2 separate regions of the Anser cygnoides genome follow, and region 2 is linked to region 1. The links are chromatin contacts, called in public Hi-C maps. All regions are on one chromosome and are shown on one strand. The core of a region is the stretch at or near the end of the contact, and the rest is flanking DNA. Distances in the headings are between cores, read along the strand shown.

Region 1 (6,064 bases), core at 596-3,095:
AAAAAAAAAACCTTTCTTCTATGTTACCTGCGGACCAAGAAGAATCTTGCTTTACCAAGAGCCACCTTTTTGTTCCAGGATATTCAGACACCAGCCAGCATTGGAAAATTAAATCTAATAATTGCATAGAATGAATAGAGTGCGATTCTCACGTTTCCAAATATATTCCACAAAGAAAATGAAAGAAAAGAGAAGCCAAACCCCACCATTTCTTCATCATAACAGGGCATTAGACAGGCTCCTGTCTGATGTTCTGCTTTTAGCCAAGATGGCCTTGCTGAGACTTCACACAAGTCTGTTTTATCAGAGGAAATAACTGAAAGACAGAGTGATTAATATATAGTGTATAAAAGTTTAGAAGAGCAAATATTACCTGCTGTGGCTTTATTTGGTGGTGTTATTGTTGTTTATTCTTTGTTTAAATGGGAAGTTTCAAAGTAAGACCTACTTAATAGTCATTTACCTATTTGCTATTTTTCTGCTGCTTGATCTTAGCTCAAGACCTGTCTTTTAGTTATTTCTTTTAGCAGTTTGATCTGCCATGTTTGCACGTACATAAACATTTGTTTTGTCTATTTTCATTTGGCAAACTTCAGTCAATCAGATGGTGAAAGATTTTTCTCCCCCAATGTCAATAAAAAAAGAATTCAGTGCTATTTGTGTTTATAAGTCTATTAAGCTTGGTACATAGTAGCTTTAAAATAGTTTGGATGTCATGTACTTGTCATGGCTAAGCAGAAGCACATTTTGCCACTAACAGGTATGAGTTACGATGAATTTTCTGGTCAGAATCTGCCACGAGAGGGAGCACGGAACTTGCTGATGCATCCGATTGGATGGCTTTGGGTAGAACAGAGCTGTAAAGAGACAGCAGACACAGACAGCTCTTCTACATACAGCTTCTGGGGCTTACCTGACCTTGCTGCTGATGCTCCTTCTCCACCCACAGCCGTATTTTGGATTAGTTTAATCCAGAATGTCACCAAGTAAAGCAATGCAAACACCCTTTGCAGTGTTTGTGGTATCATTTGTATGCACTTCTCATAAACTCCAGTTCCAATTTTCCAGAATTTCTTTTCCAGTGTACATTTCCAGTCACAGCCCACACTCAAATTCGGTGGCGTGGGGGATAAGGGGCAGAAGGAAATGAGCTGTGTTGGGGAAAAGAGCGAGCAAGATCTGCAAATGAAGCTCTAGGAACACTGCCCTGGGAGTACCCCCTACTTATTTCCACAGTAGAAAAAACAGGCCAGAAGAATTAAACATATATTAAAAAAATACAATAAATAAAATAAATGTACTATTATGACTTCTTTTTGATCTCAGGCTAACATATCAAAACTCCTAGTATATCCAAAGCACAGCCACAGCTCTACTCTTACCAGCTAGAAATTGTGGCTATGCTGGCCTCTGATCCACAATCGGTGAATAATTATTGTATCAACTTCTTCCAGCTGAATTTCAGTATCTCCCTGGCCATTCAAATCTACCCACATGCTTCTTCTCTATAAATAAAATACGATAAAAATAAATAAATTAAGAAAAAAGAAGTGCTCTCCTACCACTTGTTAAATGGGCTTGTTCTTTCTTGATTGTACAACCAGGCTGCAGTGCAGCAATGGACCTGAGTACAAGAACAATTACCTCCTTCCCCTTCCACAGCTTGGCACAAACCTAAAGCTGTAAGCAAAATATTCTGCAATCACAGATCCTCAGAAAAAGGCTCCTTTGGGAAACAAAAGCAATGCTCATGAAAAAAAAAATATTTTTCCATACTTCATCACTGCTATGATGTGGCTCTCTTTATCTGGGTTTTCTGAATGCTGATGAATAAGCCCTTTGGCATTTCTGGAATCCTCCACATTATCATGGCAGTAGCAGTGAGTGCTCCTGACCACTATGCCCCTCTCTTATCTCAGTTTTGATCTTGAATATTTTCCAGCATAACAGGAAAAAAAAAAAAAAAAAAGGTCTTAAAAAGGTCTTAAAATACGCTCACAACTTCTGAATCTGCCAATTGCTTATTGTTTATTCCTCGAAATAGCAATGCTGCATTTGAGCAGCATTTTCTTCTGCTTTTAAACTTTTCATTTATTTTTACATGTATTTCAATGTATTTTATATATATTTTACACGGATTTTTACATTTCTTGTTCAGTTAAAAACTGCAGCTTAAGAAGTAATGCATTTAGAGTGTATATCCTCCACTTCCTGATACATTAAGAATCCTGAAAGTATTTTGAAAATGCCAATACTGTCAAGGAGTGGTTGCTCGGTATGTGTATTTGCTACATTTCTTAGCGATATGTATCTCAGCAAGCCTGAAACATCTAATTATGTCAGTGAAAGAACATCCTGGTTTATCCTTTTCATAACAGTTATGAAAAACACAACAACAAAATTATCAGAAAATGCAAGGGGTAAATGCTTGCATTTATTTAAAATACGTATTTTCTATTCAACATTACTATAGATAAATTAAGATTTTAACAGACTTGAAAGACAGAAATCAGCTATTATTTTACAAAAAAAAAAAAAAAAGGCACTTCCAAAAGTCATTGACTAAAGCAATTAGAAGAATTTGTAGCATAAAGATTTAGGAAAAATCAGTGGAATAGAGAAAACTAACTTAAAAATTTTTAAATTCATAAAAATTTAACTGGCATAAGGCTCATAATTTATAAGTGAAGACAAGTTATGTCTGCAACGATTTTCACATCAGAATTCCTACTTATTGCTGTCTTCAGTTTGTGACTTACCTTCTGAAAGCTGTTTTAGCCAAACTCAAGTTATTGGCTTCATTATACAATAATGGATATTGTAGAATCTCCATCACTAGAGATTTTCAAGATGTAATTGGACAGGGTACCAGGTAATTTCATCTAGGCTCCCTTTCCCCATGAAAAGTTGGACCTGATGATCTTTCAAGGTCCTTTCCAACCTGGGCTGTTCTGCGATTCCATGATTCTATTATAACGAGATAATACAGTGACTCCCTCCAAAGCTATATCAGTGTATGAATACTATTTAAAATTTTTAGCAATCTTAACATACAGCATATAATGACAACATGCAGTCTTCAGTATGCTTCATTGGCTATGGCAATATGGTAAAGAACACAGTACCATTTACGTAATAAAGAAAAAAAATAGCCCCAATCATGACTATTTTTTAAAATATGTATTTCCTAACAGAAAGCCTCTGTATGTTTCAGTAACTGACGCTTTTATTAACCTATTACCCCATTGATTTTTTCTTCAGCACTTCTTCTATGTGTTTAAACACGCTAGCATCTTCAATGGTTGGTGTTATCTGAAAAGGAAGAATATACATAAGCACGTGATAGTAGATTGCAGTCCTTCAACAGTAAAACAGAATTTCATCCAGAGAATCTTCTAAATCTAGCCTTTGAAAACAGACAAGAAAAAAAAATGTATCTGATAAGCTCTGGAATGTGAAAATCTTTTGGGTAATAAATAGTAGAAATAAAATACTGTGTAATACTTGAAGTCATGGACCAGTTGCAGAATGGTCTCGAGAATCAAAACCATGATGTTGGGTCTTTGGATGCATTTATGTGCCTAGTTCATTAAAGCATACATCTTCAACTACCTTATACGGCTTTCCACTGACAAGTGCAGAAAGAGCTGAACGTGGGATCTTGCCAGAACGCGTTTTTGGTAGCTGTTTCACAAACACCCCCTTCTGAAAAGCTGCCACTGGACCAATGTTATTTCGAACGCTCTCAATAATCTCTTCCAAAATCTTCCCCTCTTCTGTCTTTATATCTAGTAAAGAAGTTCATATCCTTTAACCTTTCCATGACTTTTGCAAGTTTTAGCACCACCAGTAGCAATGAGCTCTCACCTTCTCTGAGTACGCACAGGGCAAAGGGAACGTGCCCTTTTAATGCATCCTCCTGGCCTACAACAGCACAGTCTGCCACAGCATGATGGAAGAGAACACACTGAGGGACAAAAAAACAAAACTAAACCAGATTAATAATAATTTGAATATCTCAGTTTAAAAAAAAAAATCATAGGCAAGGACATAAAAAAATAGACTTCTTAAACTTTGACATCTAAAATTGTTTAGTCAGTACAACTCAGGATTCCATGTTGCAAATGTACCTGTGAATATTTATATGCACACCTATGTGTAGTTATCAAATAAGTGGAAGAAATAAAAACTGTGGCAGCACAAGATACAAATACAGAATCAAAGAATCATGGAATCATCTAGGTTTGAACAAAGCAAAGGTGATTTCCGTATAGTTTTGGGAAAACAAGAGTGTCACATCTATATTTTTGTTAGTTTGATTTTTTGCTGAGACAAATAATGTTAGTCTAACACTATGAATATTGTGCAGTTAAGTGAGTAAGGACCAAAACCACAGAAGCACTTCTATTACAGGGCTATAAAGTCGTATTTACTCATTCTCTGATGCCTTGTATCTTTTTAATTCTTTGCCAAACACAAGCCCTGTCTCAGCTTGCAGCCAACCTAGCGTTCAGCTGATCCTCTTGGAAATGTGAGGCCTCAACATTCTTAGACAAAAAAGGGTATTAAATCAGTCCCTTCTTTCCTACTGCACATGTACACAATTACACAAGTGATGGGCACTACCTCAAAATCTCTTTCAGGAAAACAGAATATGAGAGACTCTCTTGTTTCTAATTAGCCAGCTGAGGTTCTTACTTCCTGGAAGAAAAATCACCAAGATGTCTCAATACATACTGAGATATGCATCACTAAGTCTGGGACAAAGTTGGACTTAAGACACCAGCAGCTGTGAATCCTCTTCCAAAGCATCTAGCTCTTTTCATGCAACTCCAAATCCTGGTGATATTTGTCTACATCCCATACACCTATGAGCTTGAGTCACCTCCAGTCCAGAGCCTCAGTAATGCATTCTATTTCATGCTTTAAATACCCATTCTTTTCTGCTCTGCCTTCTTGATCCTGACCACAGCAACTGTTATAGAATTAAGAAAGAAAGAAAGAGATGAAACTATTTTTCATCTACTTTTCAATGAATTATACAGAAGTAGACTAGTAAGGTCTATGACCAGAGGTGCTGAGGCCTTTCCACAAAATCACAGGAATAATATCTTCAGTAATGTGACATTACCATCAATTCAATAATTATCCATCAGGATCCAACAGGACCCCTAAGGTGAAGATGTAAAGTGTACCCAGCTTCATTTTGTAGGAGCTTGTTTGCATTGTTCCAGTCTGTCACTTGTTCAGAAAAGTCTTATTTTGAGCTGGAATATTCCAATCACTGCAATATTTTCCTTCACTAATCTATCCCAAAAAATCCCATATGCATGCCTTTGACATTGGAACAGCTAATTTCATATGACTGAAAATGTAAATACTAAGTTAAAGGTTATCAAACTTTGTAAGACAGGCTGAAAAGATGATCAGAGAACAGAATCAACACTAGCCATGTAGAAACTGCTTACAAGTAAGAAACAGAGAAAGTGAAGGGGAATTCCTTGACTCAGTGGGCACAAGGATGGACTTCTAATGTAGCAGCAGACAGAAACCCCACTGTCAGTAAGGGAATTTTTCATATTAAATTCCTTAACATCAGAGCAATTTTAGAAAGAGTCAAGCCAAGCACTGAACCATTGATGTACAGAGATGGATCAACACCAGCTGAGGTTACCAAAATGGCTAATATTCAGTGATTGGCAAGGTAAACAGTAACTCCTACTGCATCTCAGTAAAGATGGAGCCCTGATGATACTAATAGACAAAGAAACTAATTGTTTGGAACATAATGAAGCTGAAACACCAAAGCACTAAGGAAAAACTTGTTAAGCTTGTAATGCAGCTATAATGTAAATGCAGTTAATATACTTGCTCAACAAGGTGACTGTCACTTAATTAGAAGGCTATTCAATGAACCTCTAATTCTGTATTTACTGATCTTACTGAAAAGCTAACTGTGTTCTTGTAAATGCTTTCCCATTTAACTAGCAATTTTCTGTGCATGTATTAAGAACACTATTTTTTAGCTTTGTTCAGAAGGTGAATAGAGAGGCATCTGTCTGTA
Region 2 (5,302 bases), core at 1,330-3,829, 120 kb after region 1:
GTTTCTTCCTCTTCTTGGGCACCTCCTTGGCCTTCACTGGAGCTGTGGGCTCTGTCATAGAGACGAGAGGGAAACGAAAGCCAAGTCCCATAACCAGTAGGTAACTGGGATGAAGTGACATAAGTGAGAAACAAGATACACCCGTCGCCCCGAGTCATCGCCCTCTTCCCGAGACAACCAGCTGAGGGGAAAGCGAGGCTGGAGCGCGGTCGCTGTCCTGTGCTTCCACGCGAGGGCCCAGCATAGGGGAGAGAGGCCCGGTACAGATTTGGCGGGGACAGTGGAGAAACAAGATTCGTTGCTCGGGATGAGGAGAACATCTACAAAGGTGAGGCAATGGCCTCCCAGAGACAAGGAAAGGAACAAACCCTTGAGAGAGGGATGCTCTTACCTTTTACAGACTGAGTCAGAGAATTGATGAGAAAAGGGAGCAGGGGCCAAGCTGCCCCTGCTACCCGGCCGAGGCTGCGGTATGCTTAGTAAGAGGGAGCTGTGCAGGGACAGGACCACCTGGAACTCTACCCAACTTCAGCAGGAGCTGTTGGTGTGCAGGTGAGGGAGTAGAGGGAAACCTGAGCCAACCTCAAACCTCAGCCTGTTTTCTCCCTGCCACAGTACTCCCCCCTCTACCAGCTGCTAGGTTGTGTGGCGGCAGAGGAGGACTTGCGGCAGCCAGCACAGACCAAGCTGGCAAGCTTCTCCTCCACACAAGGCCCCAAAAGGAGGAGCCGCTCACAGAGAAGGAGGAAGGACACCTTTGCCTCTGGCTTTAGAGACCGCAGCCAAGCCTTGGCTCACCTGGAACGACAGGTGGTTGAAGCTGGTAGCCTGTCAGCTCGCACCACCCCACGGGATAAATGTCTGGAGACTCGCAGTCCACCCACTGGTCGTACTCGTTGTCCCAGCCGTCGAAATGGATGCTGAGCAGACGGTGCACCACGCGCTTCACCGTGGCCACGCAGATGAGCCGGGGCTCCATCAGGTCCACCGCCTCCACCTTCATGCCTGCCTTGAAGCCATGGTTTGGGCAGTCCTGGGTGCATAAAAGATAAAAGAGGAAAACCCAAGGCAATTGCATCCAGTCCAAACCCGCATCCGGACAGCAGCACCCTGCAACAGCTACAGGCTTACGTCCAGCAAGCAGACAGAAAACGCCCAAACTCAAGCCACACTTTGATGCACCTCCAGCCAGCCTTACAACAGGAGGGGACATCTGAACGGATCCAAGGCCAGCTGCATCCCCAGAGAATCTCAGCCCAGCCTTTAGAAAAAAGATCCTGAAGTGGGGGAGCAGCATGCAGGGGTTAAGAGACACCTGATCAAACCCATAGCCTGAGGCAGCGCTGGAAAAATCATAAAGACAAGCACAGGCTCACTGCTGCAGCAGTTTTTCTGATGCCAACCAGACCACTTCCACCCAACAGCATGTCCACAAGTAACAGGTGGTGCAGAACCCACCAGGAGCCTGGAGCACTAGGAAACGCTGCAGAATTGCAGGTTCAAAGACATCACGACATCCACAAAGGCGTGACGGTGCTTGCCCTGAGCAGCCAGACAGGGGAGTTACTTGGAGAGGAAGCCTTGGGATCTCCTCAGAAGTGCTGACTGGCAGCAAAGAGCAGCCCTGTCCGACATCTTCATTAATGATTTGGGTGACATGGCAGTGTGCTCTCAGCAAGTTCCCAGATGACACAAAACTGGGAGGAGCAGCTGACACCCCAGGGGGTTGTGCTGCCATCCAGAGGGACCTGGACAGGCTGGAGAAATGGGCTGACGAGAACCCCGTGAAGTTCAACACGGGGAAGTGCAAAGTCCTGCCCCTGGGGAGGAACAACCCCAGGCACCAGCACACGCCAGAGGCTGACCGGGTGGAAAGCAACAAAACCTTTGCAAGAAAGGACCCAGGGGTCCTGGTAGACACCAAGTTGAACATGAGCCAGCAATGCACCCTTGGGGCAAAGTACACTAACAGTATTCCGAGCTGCATTAGGAAGCACGTTGCCAGCAGGTAGAGAGAAGTGATTCTTCCCCTCCACTCAGCACTGGTGAGGCTGCACCTGGAGCGCTGGGTCCACTTCTGGGCACCCCAGGACAAGAAGGACATGGGTGTACTGGAGAGAGTCCAACAAAGAGTCATGAAGATGATGAAGGGACTGGAGCATCTCTCCTGTGAGGAAAGGCTGAAAGAGTCAGGACTGCTCAGCCTGGAGAAGAGAAGGCTCGGGGCGGGGGGATCTTATCCAGGTCTATAAATACCTGAAGGGCAGGTGCAAACAGAGTGGGACCAGGCTCTTTTCAGTGGTGCCCAGTGACAGGACAAGAGGCAACGGGCACAAACTGGAACACACAGGAGGTTCCACCTGAGCAGGAAACACTTTACTGTGCAGGCAAAAGAGCACTGGCACAGGCTGAGAAAGGCTGGGGAGATTCCCTTCTTGGGGATTTGTGAAAGCTGTCTGGACACAGTCCTGTGCAACCTGCTTGAGCAGAGGGCTTGGACAAGATGACCTCCAGAGGTCCCTTCCAACCTCGGCCACGCTGGCAGTCAGAGCTCTTGTGCTCCACCTAGCTGACTGCAAACATCCCTACACATCTCTCCTCCCAGGCAGCACTCACTGTGTTGAAGAGCCGTGCTGGAACAGGTCTTGATTTAGTCTTTTCCAGGTAAGTTTCCCAGTTGAAGGTCTTTGCATCTTGCCCTGCAGGAGGAAGAATTGGTCAGAGGGAAAAAGGCAGTCACTGGGCAGACCAGCGGAGGGAAAAGGCAGAATGGGCAAGAAGGAACCACAGCAACTGCTTCTAAACCAGTTTCATTAACTGGCACATTCAGCCTAGTTTTGGACATAAATCTAAGGCACAGATTCCACAACAGTCCAGCAACCCCCTCCAGTGGGCAAACAGGGAAGTTGTGCAAGATGCAGCACTGAACGCCCATGTCAGTCACATATCCAGACCACAGAGAAAGGTAAGGAGAAGGAACTAGCAGGAAGAAGCATGTTGAAAGCAAACCACCAAAACCAATCTTTCTCTCACTAGAAGCAACATCAAAGATGACAGAACAGCACTGCACAAAGTGCTGCAACAAAGAAATTCAGAGCAGGCCTTTTTTGGTATGGCCAGATGACGCAGTAAAATCCACTCTGGTTTTTCTGCAAAAAATCTCGAGATGCAATCCTTCTGTCTCAGATTTATTCATGCAAGAAGAGAAGTGGTGACTCCTGCTACTTGTAATGACTGAGTCGTGTAGCAATAGCTCTACTCATCCCTTCCCACCCTCCTTGCCCTTTCACAAAGGGATTTATTCAGTTTGGGGATTGTACACCTCTCCCACTGACCCTGACCAACGCTAACGCCCTCAGGAGATGTAACTTCCATCCACAAAGTGCCACAACTTGGTATACCATCAGAGCTCAAATGGACTGGCTTTGTCCCCAGCCAGCCCTACCTCCCCCCAAAGCAGGCAGGGTGGGACCTGGCGGTTTTGATTCACCTGAACCTGACACTTCTCGGAAAAGCCCATCCAGTAGCTTCCGTGTGCAGGTTTGCATGCCAGACCACAGCCCAGATCTCACCTTTCGGAGGGGTCAGATCGATGCTGTTCTTCTGACAGAAGTTGACAGGGAAGATGGCGTGTGAGGAAGCATGATAGCAGAACCAGTCCGAGCCGTCATCAGATGTGGCTCCATCAATGCTGATCATGAGATATCCGTCCAAGAGGACCTAAGATGAGGGATGAAGGGCATAAATGAAGAGCTTCACTTGCTCTGAGGTCCCTCCTTTCAAAGGATCCCCCAGGAGCTCCCACAGCTACATCACTGTTGCCACTAGATAGCAAAATGCAACGTTAAATGCCCCAGGATGTGTGGTAGCTTCTCCTGGTATGTTAGCCAGCACAAGCTAATCCCCAAAGCAGCAATTACTGCAGGGCTGCAACTACCATGCATGGCTTTGTGAAAAAGGCTCGGCTGTAAGCAGGCAGGGGCGCTGTTCTCCCCCAAAACCAGATTCTTGGCAGCCCAGAGCCTCTACACCAGTCAGGTCAGGAGTTTGTTACGGGGCTGAAGGGAAGGGCACTGCCTTCAGACCTGCCACTTCCTACGGCGGCAAGACTTGTCCCTTCCTGTCACTCGCTGGCAACTAGGACCTACCAAACATGACAGGCATGCCTGCCCCAACCTCTCTGCAGTTCTAAGCACTGGCAAAGGGCAACATTTGCCAGACAAAAGGCTTTCCTGGCATTCCCTTGCCAAATCCCATGCATCAGAGTCCGCTGCTTGAGTTCTATGACAGCTTCTCGAGGGAGCAAGAAAGTCCAGGTCGATGCTATGCTCCAGGAGACGCAAAGCGCCTCACTGAGGAAACCTGGCAGAGCAATTTACTTTCCAACTCAGGCACAGAAGTAGAGCTCACCACCACCCCATCAGCAGAGAAAGCCAGAGAGGCAACCCTCCTCAGCTTCCCAAACCCGTGAGTGCTGTCCATAACGACACACCCCACAGCCCTTTCTCTCCTCAAGGAGGATGCTACAGAGGCCTCCCTTTATGCATTCCGAGAACTGGAGCGCATTAGAGAACAAACCTAGAGGCTGTGATGTCTCAGGTAAAGCCAGAGCGCCTCCTTCCCCCTGCCCCAAACTCACCTTGCAAACAGTGGCCACACAAATGTTGCCCAAATTCAGGGGGTCGATGGCTTCCAGTTTCATGCCTTCCTCAAACCATCCGCCTTCGGCATAGACAGCCCGTACCTAAGGGAGACTCCGGCACATCAGCACTGCCGGGGTACGGGACAGCCCCATCCTGACATCAACTGCCCCAGCTGCAGACAGGAGGATCAGAGCTCCTTTACTTGGCTCAGCCCAAGTCAAGAGGGGAAAGGAAAGAAGAAAACTACAAAGAGGCAGCCGGTGCAACACTGTTTCTGTGCCAGCAAGCTCCTGCCAAGGCTCTGGCCAGTCGCAGCTGCAGCAAGGCCTCCTGATCTCAGTCCCCACCAGTATGACCCAGCCCCAGGTCTGAGCTGCTCTCTCCCAAGCAATCACCTTGCCTCTCCTGCTCAAAACTCCAAGGACTGGAGCCCTCAAACCGAGCCCTTCAATCTGGTGCTGCCTTTAAGATCTTTTATCTTTTTATTCTGCCTTTGCCCTGGCCAACTACAGCCTTGACACCCCAATTACCTTACTGCCCTATAGCTGGAAGGGGGACAAATGATGCCTTTAACCACCCACGCAGCAGAACATACCTAAGGAAGCTGTATCACTGCTTCCTTTACTGTGGCCACCACAGAAAGTGAGACTTGTCTTACC

What was found. Hi-C and Micro-C count contacts between places; a contact is called where the count stands out from the background.
Region 2: a contact with region 1 is called in a Hi-C map of granulosa cells, with 4 times the contacts expected there. The contact joins two enhancer-like sites. A contact is called at or near these places in 2 of 7 Hi-C or Micro-C datasets (granulosa cells and liver).

The regions. Positions count from the first base shown.
Region 1 is chr1:54,333,651-54,339,714 of Taihu_goose_T2T_genome, forward strand. ACSS3 (acyl-CoA synthetase short chain family member 3) reads right to left here. Exons shown (of 16, transcript XM_066995750.1): 14 at 3,868-3,967; 15 at 3,613-3,788; 16 at 1-3,312. The coding sequence ends at 3,238. It overlaps PPFIA2 (PTPRF interacting protein alpha 2), which reads left to right. Exons shown (of 32, transcript XM_066995714.1): 32 at 1-10. Among named protein-coding and RNA genes, the nearest start is that of ACSS3, 71 kb to the right of the region's middle. Within about 2 kb of position 1,846, at least 1 of the 3 cell types and tissues checked has open chromatin away from gene starts, as enhancers often do.
Region 2 is chr1:54,450,157-54,455,458 of Taihu_goose_T2T_genome, forward strand. L3MBTL2 (L3MBTL histone methyl-lysine binding protein 2) reads right to left here. Exons shown (of 16, transcript XM_066995782.1): 10 at 5,302; 11 at 4,640-4,744; 12 at 3,573-3,720; 13 at 2,617-2,699; 14 at 799-1,033. Among named protein-coding and RNA genes, the nearest start is that of L3MBTL2, 11 kb to the right of the region's middle. Within about 2 kb of position 2,580, at least 2 of the 3 cell types and tissues checked have open chromatin away from gene starts, as enhancers often do.